Regions from separate parts of the Mus musculus genome. Here all the other regions are linked to region 2. Evidence: chromatin contacts called from public promoter capture Hi-C data. All regions are on one chromosome and are shown on one strand. The core of a region is the stretch at or near the end of the contact, and the rest is flanking DNA. Distances in the headings are between cores, read along the strand shown.

Region 1 (3,209 bases), core at 11-2,510, 680 kb before region 2:
GAACTAGTTGGGAGAATTTCCCACTTAAACAGGTGAGGGAAGGCGGAGCTGGGTAAGTTAGTACAAATGGGATGAAAGGAGAAGGCAGATTGGAAAGATATCGAGTTTACAGACCAACAGGCCTTGTTCATTATTAGATATGAGAGATGAGAAGAAGGAAGGAACCAAGGATGGCTTTCTGTTTCTACCGAGTCAACTGGATGCATGGGGAGGACCTGGGACAGGGAACGTAGAAGATAGCTTCATGGGTTGTCCCACACACTGCTTATGTGTGTGTGTTCTGGTACCTCACAGGCCTTCGTTTGAGTTCTCTTTGCACTATAACTCACCCCGTTCCCTCCACTGTACAATGAACACTGCAATGACCTCATTATGTGTATGTGAATTGAATGCAGTGTCTGAAATCAGTAGGCTCCATCGTATTAGTCATTATTACTGCTCAGAAAGGGTTCAGGGAGGAGGCTAAAGATACATGAATGAAACAGGCAGGAAAAGCTTCTGGGAATGAACTCTGGTTAGGTCAAAAGAGGAAAAACAGCGTTGTGGCAGACTAGCTGAAGCCAGAAGGAGGCCAGGCATGGCTGAGCTGTCTGCCACGTGTTGTTAAAGCAGATGAGTCATTGGAAGGGGCAGGTCAGGCTGCCCAGGCCGCAGCAGGCTGGACCGTGTCTACAGGATGACTTCATTGTCAGTGGGAAGCCCAGATCTTCCAAAGCCTTTTTAGTCTCGCACCCCTAAGGAATACATCACTTCTTTTACAGGACTTTACACACTGTCACACTGTGTGGAACTGTCAAAGGCAGTGTAAACAAGACAGAGCGACAAGAATGGGAACCCTCAACTAATGGGAGGGTTTATTGGGACATATTGATATGTCTGTGACTGGGCTCGTTTCCCTACATCTCAGTCTCCTTATTTCTAACATGAGGATGAGCTAACTAGTCTCTGAAGCGTAGGGGAGAACTAGGTGAGCATCTGCTGGTAAATAGAGTGTTGGTGTCCCCCCTCCCGTTGGAAGTCTTTTCCCAGTCTGGACAGCGTTCAGTCCGGCAGGCAGTGTGTACCAAAGGGATGAATGGAAGAATCAAAGGGCGTCCTGCAGCCGACGCGGGCGCGCCGGGAGCCCCGCCCCCTTCCGCTTCAGAGCGCGCGGCGCGGCCGCGGGCGGGTCTTCGCGACCGTTCGCCAGCGCGTGCACGGCTGGCCGCGCTCTGTGGGCGGCAGGCGGGCTTGCCGTGCACGCGCGCGAGGGGCGGGCCGGGCGGGCTGGCGGGCCGGCGGCTGGCGGCGGAGCCCGCGGCGGCGGCGGGTGGCCGGCCGAGCGTGTGCCGGGCGGCGGAGGGCGCGGCGGCGGCGGCTATGCTGCCTCCGTGAGGCGCGCCGGGAAGGTCTCGGCGCCTCAGCCCACAGGAAGCGCGGGGAAACCGCGGGCCGGGTGCGGGTGGCTTCAAGTGCCCGCCGGGCCATGTTGGCCGCGGACCGGGTTTGCCGCGGCAGCGCTGCGGCCCGGGGCCGAGCCAGGCCGGCGCAGTCGCGGTGCTAACGCCCGCGGGGCCCAGACGCGGAGATGAAGCGGAGCCGCTGCCGCGAGCGGCCGCAGCCGCCACCCGCCCGCCGGGAGGATGCGGCTCCGCGGACGGCCGAGTTGCCCCAGCCGCAGTCTTTGCCCCCGCGCCGGCGAGCGCCGCCCGGGAGGCAGCTACTGGAGGAGCGGAGCGGGCCTTTGGGGCACGACAGCAGGGAGCAGGTAAGGTGGGCTGGGGTCCGCCAGCGAGGGTGGGCGCCGTGGGGGAGGGGTCCTCGCGGGAGGATCGGGCTGCGGTGGTGAGGGTGGGGACTACTGAGTCGGTTAGGAGGAGTGGGAGGTCTGACGAGGCTGAGGAAAGGGGAGTGGAGAAATGAAGGTGGGGGCCTGGGGTTGCAGTTGGACGTGGGGTAGGGCGGGTCTGAGGAATGAATAAAATGGTCTTGGGGGGTAGCCTGGGGCTCTGGATGGAGAGAATGGGTGCTGGAATGTGGGCAGGGTGAATGAGCAGCAAAGAGTAGGTTTACTAAATGGAGTTATCTAGAGGCGTGAATAGTTTTAAGGGAGAAATGCCAGTTTGATAGTGTTGACTGGTCTTAGAGTTTATCCCCACAGTTATAAAAACGGGGCATTTGCAAGCATTCTCATTTGGTGGCCATTATACTTTTATAAGCAAGTATTCAGAATCGTTAACGTTCTCCTCAGTAACTATCTACCACTTTAAAACCACTATAAAAAGTGCCTGAATGTGTCCAGTCTCAAGGCCGGTGCTGTGGACAGAGAATCTGTAGATGAAGGCTCTGCTTTCTAGTTTACCCTTAATGGGAAAAGAGATAAAATGTAAAAGTACTCATGGGATTCTCGAATGTACAGGATGTGTAATTTAGTAGACAATAGTAGGTGTATTTATGAGTAGGGAATAAAGGTCGCCAATATTAGGATAAACTTGCTACTCACAGCTGAAGGAAGTTCAGTGAAACGATATTGACAGGGACTTTGTAAGATACGTAATCTCGTTGGATTTTTAGAAAGAATGTTCTGTAGTAATGAACTCCCCTGACAGCATTGCTTTTGTACAGCTTTGCTTCAGACCCCAGTTGAGACCCCATCTTTGAGGCTTTGAAGTTCCAGGTCTCCTATCTTGCTCCTCATATAAAGTAAATGTTCCTATGCATCATTGCTTTGAATTACACTCTGTTAGCCTATGGTTTTAAAATTTTCCGCTTTTTGTCTCCCCACTTGATTCTTTTGGTCTTTGTCATGGCTTCTAGACTGCTGACTGTGTAATCCCCCTCTAGTACCCGTTCAAAACTTTTGAAATATATTTCCTCTACTGACTTAGTTTACCTGGTGCGGTTGACCTTAATGCATGCTTCAGTAAAGTGCTTAAGGCTGTTTGATTCCGCCCCGCCCTTATTTTCTTTTTAAGTTTTTTTATGATTTACTTTTAGTTTTTATGTGCACTGGTGTTTTTCCTTCAAGTATCTCTGTGTGAGCGTGTCAGATTACCTGGTAATGAGCTATATACAGTTGGAGCTCTCACATGGGTGGTGGGGAATTGAACCTGGGTCCTCTGGAAGAGCAGCCAGAGGCTGAAACTCTCCAGCTCCGATTCCCCTCTTTTCAAAAAAGATCTTTTTATTTTCACTTTTTTGCAGCTATGAGTGTTTGCCTGCATGTATGT
Region 2 (3,124 bases), core at 163-2,662:
ATAGAATGCTAAAGACTGAGCCCTGGAGCATGCCAAGACTTAGAGACCAGGAGATGGTGGAAAACACCAGCTAAAGAAGAGGAAAAGCAGGGGCAAATAGGGTAGAGCGGAGGGAAAGGCATTCTGGGAAGAACTCTGTAAATAGTGCCTGCTCTGGTTTGAATCTGAAATGTTCTCAATAAGCTCATGTGTTGAACACTTGGTCCCCAGCCAGTGGCACTATTTTGGGAGGCTGTGGAAACTAAAGAGGTTGGGCAGAAGAAGGTCACATGGGGTAAGACTTTGAAGGCTATAGCCCAGACCTTGGTTCTGGTCCTGAGTTCTGCTTGCTGTTTTCTGTGATGTGAATGGCTGTCTTCTACCACGTGTTCTACCACAGCCATGATGGCACGCCCATTCACATGGGACTGAGCAACTATAGAACCCTCTGAAACAGGAGCTAAATCAAACCTTTCCTTTTAACATTGTTTCTGTCTGGTATATGGGTCACAGAGATACAAAAGTAACATAGAGTGTCAGGAGTCACAATAGGAGACTATAAAAAGGAGAAAAACTAAAGGGTAAGATTTCAAGTTATCACTGGTTGGTATGTCTCCCCTAGAGTTGACTGAGACATAACATGCAAGGGCTTTCTAACTGAGCTACCCATAAGTGGATCAAGTTGCCTTAAGTAATAAGCAAGATCCTGGCTCCAATAAATCCTGGGGGGATTGGTTGCTGGGGAGACCTGCCCCAATAGTGCTCTCTTCCCCCATCCCCCTGCCCACCTCCCCCCTGTGTGTGTGTGTGTGTGTAGGGGGTGTCTGATGGCCTGGTCAGAAGGGAATGAAGTATTGAGAATAAAGGAAAGAAAGTTAGCCCGGAAAGGGATGCAGGACCAGATGGAGGAGAGCTCCCACAGAGCCCAAGAACACTTGCCAGCACCTGCTAAAGGAAGGAAAGAAAGCAGAAATAAAAGAGATTGTAGGAGCCAAAGGAGGCACTGACCACTTGGTTCTCTTGAGCTGGTTTTCTTCTCATAGCTTGGTCAAGATTTGTTGAGGCCAGACATGCCCAATGCTCTGTGTGCTCTCCCCAGGAGGCACTGGGGGAGGTACCCAATGGTGTTTCCTTAATCACCAACCACATAGTTAGCCCCTTGAGAATGCCAAGGCCCTGTCCTGGGGCTGCTCTATGGGTTCACTGTAAGGAATTGGGCAGACAACTCTTCTGGTGCCTCGGTCTTTGGTAGAAGCAGTAGATGTTGTGTACTAGAGGTTACTGGATGGGCTCACAAACATTGTCCCTGGAATGCCAGTTGGACAGAACCTGATGACCTTTCCTTTAGAGAACAATGAGGCCCGGGCCTTCTGAGGACTCCTATTGGTGGAGTGGGGTGAATTTCCTCTCCCCAGAGTGATAGGCTGGAGGCCAAGACTGACCTTTACGGATTCCCAAAAGGACCCAAGCCTCTCTGGCAGTAAGTGTAGCACCTCTAGTCCTTGCCCCTCACATTGTACCCTTGGGCATGGGGTAAGTAAGGGGAAGTCTTTTGCATGGATGGAGGAGTGGTGGCTTCTTGAAGTGCTAAGGAATTAGATGGTTATCTTCTCTAGAAACTAAGTACTCCCAGAAGGCTGAGTCCCTACCCCCTTTAGACCTAGCGTTTCTCATCTGTAAATAGCTATAATGATCCCTTAAGGAACCTGGAAGTCTAGTGTTGAGCTGGAGAATGAGGAGGGAGGGGAGGAATGGAGAGAACAGGAAGAGTGACTAGTGAGGAGGTCAAGGAGGGGAGTGAAAAAAAAGCTGTGCATTAGGCACACCAGCCAGCCAGCCTTTCTCTCTCTCTCACTGCCTTAGTGTGGATCTCCTTGTGCATTGGATTCCTGGGGCTGTGTTCTGTGCTAATAGGAAGCTGCATACTCTTTCTGCACTGGAAGAAGAACTTGCAAAGAGAAGAACGTGCCCAGCAGTGGGTGGAAGTGATGAGAGCTGCCACATTCACCTACAGCCCACTGTTGTACTGGATAAACAAGCGGCGTTACCATGGCATGAATGTAGCCATTAACACAGGCCCTCCCCCTGCTGTCACCAAGACCGAGCCGGAAGATCAGAATTCAGATTCTTTGTGGGAGTTGGATCTCTCTGAAGGCAGGAACTTCGTTGTACAAGACAGCAGCCCCAGAGGTGAAGCCTCTGATCTCTTGCAACATGTTTTGGGGATTCCAAAGCAGCCCCAGTCTTCAAAAATGTCACAGCCTCGGACTGACTCCCCATTCCCACTTCCCATCTTTCAGGAGGTGCCCTTTGCCCTGTCCCTCTGCCACCTGCCTCCCATGTTGAACCACTCTGTCTCCTACCCTTTGGCCAACCGCCCTGAAAGGAATGTTCCTTTCTGTTCCCTCCCAACACTGGCCCACGGAACAAACTGCTTTAATGCCAAGCCTTTTGCTTTAGAGCTGTAGTTTCCTCTTAGTGAGGGTGGGAGCTGCAAGTACCAAAGGCTCCCTTTGGTAGAAAACAGAGATAACCACAAGGAGTTGGTACTGACAAGGAGACCACAGCCACCTGGTGAGAGGTTTAAAGCCACAGATTTAAAAAAATAATAATAAAGTCCAAGTTTTCCTGTCTCATTTGCTCCTAGAAGGGCAGTGCCTTTTGTCCCAGCCAATGTGACTGTGGTGCTTTGTAAACTGGTTATAAGTTTCACCACTGCATATGGGAATCTGAGATTACCATTTGGGAGATGCTGAACCAATACTTGTGGCTGGACTGACTCAACATCCCTCCATCCAGTGTTTAAGACTGAATGAGCGCCAGGCTCTGACCTAGGTCTTCAGGCACTGCTCTTCAGCAGGGGGGGAAGCACAGATGGCACAAGAGGACAGTAGTTGAGAGCTATGGTGGCCTACATTGGCTATGTCATAAACCTAACAAATGCCAGTATGGTTTAGCTGGACTGTTGTTTGCCATGTATTGCTTCTTGGCTGGCTGTCTTTGTCCTTTATTTCTAGTGGTCCCAAGAACAATGCCAAATGGCAGTTCTGACCCTCCTGTTCAGATGCAGACATGGGTTTCCAGGATGTATACCTTGGTGGTTCCACAGCTAGCTCTCTAGTTCACGTTTTCCTGGCATCTCATT
Region 3 (3,148 bases), core at 275-2,774, 650 kb after region 2:
ATTTTTTTTGTTTTTTTTTTTTGTTTGTTTGTTTTGGTTTTTGAGACAGGGTTTCTCTGTGTAGCCCTGGCTATCCTAGAACTCACTCTGTAGACCAGGCTGGCCTCGAACTCAGAAATTCACCTATCCTCTGCCTCCCAAGTGCTGGGACTAAAGGCGTGCACCATCACTGCATGGCTAAAAATTTGTTAAAAACTGAGAAGTGATCCTTCCCTCGGCATTCCTATCCTGGCTTAGGCCATTTGCTCAGTAGCCACAGGAGCATCCCAACCCCTCACCCTGTTGTTTATCAGTCAGCCAAAGGGAACCAGAGACCAGAGCAGACAAGACACAAGGCTGAGAGCAATCAGAACCCAGAGGATAGAGCAAGGAACTTCACAATCTCCAGTACCTTCACCGTGTATTCCCTATGAGAGACATGTCATGATAGGGCAGGGAGCCCCGCACAGGAAGAACCTGAAAGAAGAAGGTGAAAGTCTTACTAACACTAAAAAAAAGTGTAAAATATCAATACGTGGACCAGATGAAGCCATTTCCCCCTGGAGTCTGTGGTTACTGCTTCCCTGACCAAAAAATATTCTGTCTTCAGAGGTTGGGATGGGGACAGAGAAGTCAGGAGTGGGGACGTTGACAAGGAAGAAAATAGGGAGTTGGTAACTGAGATTTAATCTATTGTTCAGGGCTGTAACTCCAGCACTACCATAGGTCTGCCTTAGCATAAATAAATGGACTGATTGTACCTGAATAATAGAAATACTCTGTAGTGGTGCACCACTGTCTGTCTCTTCTCATCTCGGGGGTTTGGTACTCTGACACAGCTTGAAAGGAGCCACGGTGGACCTTGGTGCACTCTAGAAATCGGGATGAAGAACAAGGGAAAACATTCACATGCACAGTTTGGCAGGCCACACTGCACATGTATGGTGGCCATGCCCTCCTCGGCTCCCACCTAGTTCCTGTGGCTGCTCATAGATTTCCAGAGTGGGAAAGCAGGTCATTTCGCATAGCAGTTTATTTTCGTTCGTGACAAGGAAGAGAAATAATTACATCAGCCTGAGCATTATTTCAAAGTCTAAATTCAGATCTTCCGCGATTGGAAACTGTCAAACTTAAAATAAGACACTCCGCGAACGAAGTCTGTCTGCCTGAATCCAAGCGTGCACCAGCGAATGGATAGCGCAGACTGGAAATCCCGAAGGACCAGCATCTTCTTCCCAGGCAGGAGCTGCCCCTCCCCCACCTCAGTTACACCAGGGCTCACTGGGGAGGGGGCTGGGTGGTTCACGCCAGCTCCGGGCTGGAGAAAGCTAAGAGCTTCCCACCACCACTACCATATCCTCCACCCACCCACTGCCCGCCGAAAAGCGAGCTCAGAGTGATGGAGGCCTCCTGGCTGGAGACTCGTTGGGCGCGGCCCTTGCACCTGGCTTTGGTGTTCTGCCTGGCGCTGGTGCTGATGCAGGCCATGAAGCTCTACCTGCGGAGACAGCGACTGCTGCGCGACCTGAGCCCCTTCCCGGGGCCTCCCGCCCACTGGCTCCTGGGACACCAGAAGGTAGATGGAGGGAGGGGCGCAGCAGGATGCTGCCGAGGAAGCCAATAGCCTAGCCTCTGCTTCCATCCCTCCCATGCAGTTTTGAGCTATTCTAGGACTTCCAGCCTGGGGGATGGGGGAGGGTAGGGTGGCTCTCAGCTCCTCTGCAATACTAGGAACTCTCGCATTCCCCCGCGGAAGGGTTACTAGACAGGGAGGTTATTTGGGAAACGTGAATATTGTAAAAGAGCACTAGGTGTCAGCTCAGTCTCCAGTCGCCTTGGTATGTCTTCTGCGTGTATTGTTTAACACTCAGTGTGTTGCTCTAACTCATACTTAGTTGTAGAAAATGTTCAAAAGCGATAGCAATAGTTGACCCCTTGGTTCATTCAGGCCAGGAAAAAAAAAATGTCTTTTTAAAGCTTCCTGTAAAAGCGGGAGGGGCCGCACCCCATTGCTCTGCGGATACTGATTGCCCTATCACTTGCCATATCACTTGTTCCATGTCTCCTGTTTTCAAATCCACTTCCTACCCAGACTGATAAATTCTGTCAACACATTGGGAGTAGCAGCTGTGTGTGCTAAGTCCTAGGTCTACAAAAGGAAAGTGAGTCTTTTCCCTGACGGGCCCAAGTAAGGTACAGACTTGAGCACTAAGAGAAAATGAAAATCCTGGCTTGGAGGGATGGTGTGCCTCCTCCTAGGATCCCTGGGGGAAGAAAGAACCACTAGCTGTGAAGCGCCTGCACAAACTCTCCAGGAATGGGTGGGCTGGAAAGTCTGCCCTGGGGATTTTGCTCCTTGGCTTCCTCGACTATATTATATATATTATATTATTATATTATATCTCTGCCATGTATCATTTCCATGTGCCATGTGGTGACTCGAGGTCCCTTCAGATACACTCAGATGCACATAAACCATGCTCTCTTGTCTTTTCTTTCTCTCTTCCTTCCTTCCTTCCTTCCTTTCTTTCTTTCTTCCCTTCTTTCTTTCTTTCTTTCTTTCTTTTTTTCTTTCTTCCTTTCCCTCTCTCTTTATTCTCTCTCTTTTCTTTGTTAAAATGTTTTGATTGGGAGTTTGGATTTTAGGTTTGATGTGGACAGTCAATCACTATAGCCCAGGCTGTCCTGGAACTCACTATATAGCCCAAGCTGTCTTCAAACTTGCAGTGGTCCTTCTACCTCTGCCTCCCAAGTGATCACAGTCATGAACCATCATGCTTAGTGACCGAATTTTCTTCCTTCATTCATCCAGCAGTATATACTTAGGCTGACTCCTAAGTCAGCCATTATAAATTAGAAATATATGCTGTGGTGAATATAGAAGTCAGATGGCTTAATGAAATAGTAATTATTTATTTTGAGCATATACCCAGAAGATGAATCATTGAATTTTTTAGATTTATTTATTTCATTTTATGTGTATGAGTGTCCTGCCTGAACGTGTGTATATATACCATGTATGTGCCTGGTACCCACAGAGATCGAAAGAGGACATCAGAATGGTTGTGAACTGCCATGTGGGTTCTGGGAACCAAATTCAGGTTATCTACGTTAATAGCAAATCCTTTAGCTACTGAGCCATCTGAAAAATACACTTTTAATCTGACTG

The links. Promoter capture Hi-C pulls out the DNA fragments that hold promoters and counts their contacts.
Region 1: a contact with region 2 is called in a promoter capture Hi-C map of liver, with 2.4 times the contacts expected there. The contact joins the promoter of Mast2 here to the promoter of Tex38 in region 2. A contact is called at or near these places in 1 of 39 promoter capture datasets (liver) and 1 of 115 datasets of contacts at active chromatin or transcription factors (embryonic stem cells).
Region 3: a promoter capture Hi-C map of hippocampal neurons shows a contact between it and region 2, with 5 times the contacts expected there. The contact joins the promoter of Cyp4x1os here to the promoter of Tex38 in region 2. A contact is called at or near these places in 7 of 39 promoter capture datasets (cranial neural crest, embryonic stem cells, hippocampal neurons and 2 more).

The regions. Positions count from the first base shown.
Region 1 is chr4:116,462,274-116,465,482 of GRCm38.p6, reverse strand. It overlaps Mast2 (microtubule associated serine/threonine kinase 2), which reads left to right and starts at 1,260. Exons shown (of 30, transcript NM_001369061.1): 1 at 1,260-1,747. The coding sequence starts at 1,568.
Region 2 is chr4:115,779,322-115,782,445 of GRCm38.p6, reverse strand. It overlaps Tex38 (testis expressed 38), which reads left to right and starts at 1,412. Exons shown (of 2, transcript NM_029196.1): 1 at 1,412-1,459; 2 at 1,843-2,612. The coding sequence starts at 1,459. The coding sequence ends at 2,447.
Region 3 is chr4:115,132,208-115,135,355 of GRCm38.p6, reverse strand. Cyp4x1os (cytochrome P450, family 4, subfamily x, polypeptide 1, opposite strand) reads right to left here and starts at 1,524. Exons shown (of 4, transcript NR_131922.1): 1 at 950-1,524; 2 at 741-851; 3 at 392-456. It overlaps Cyp4x1 (cytochrome P450, family 4, subfamily x, polypeptide 1), which reads left to right and starts at 1,277. Exons shown (of 12, transcript NM_001003947.2): 1 at 1,277-1,555. The coding sequence starts at 1,379.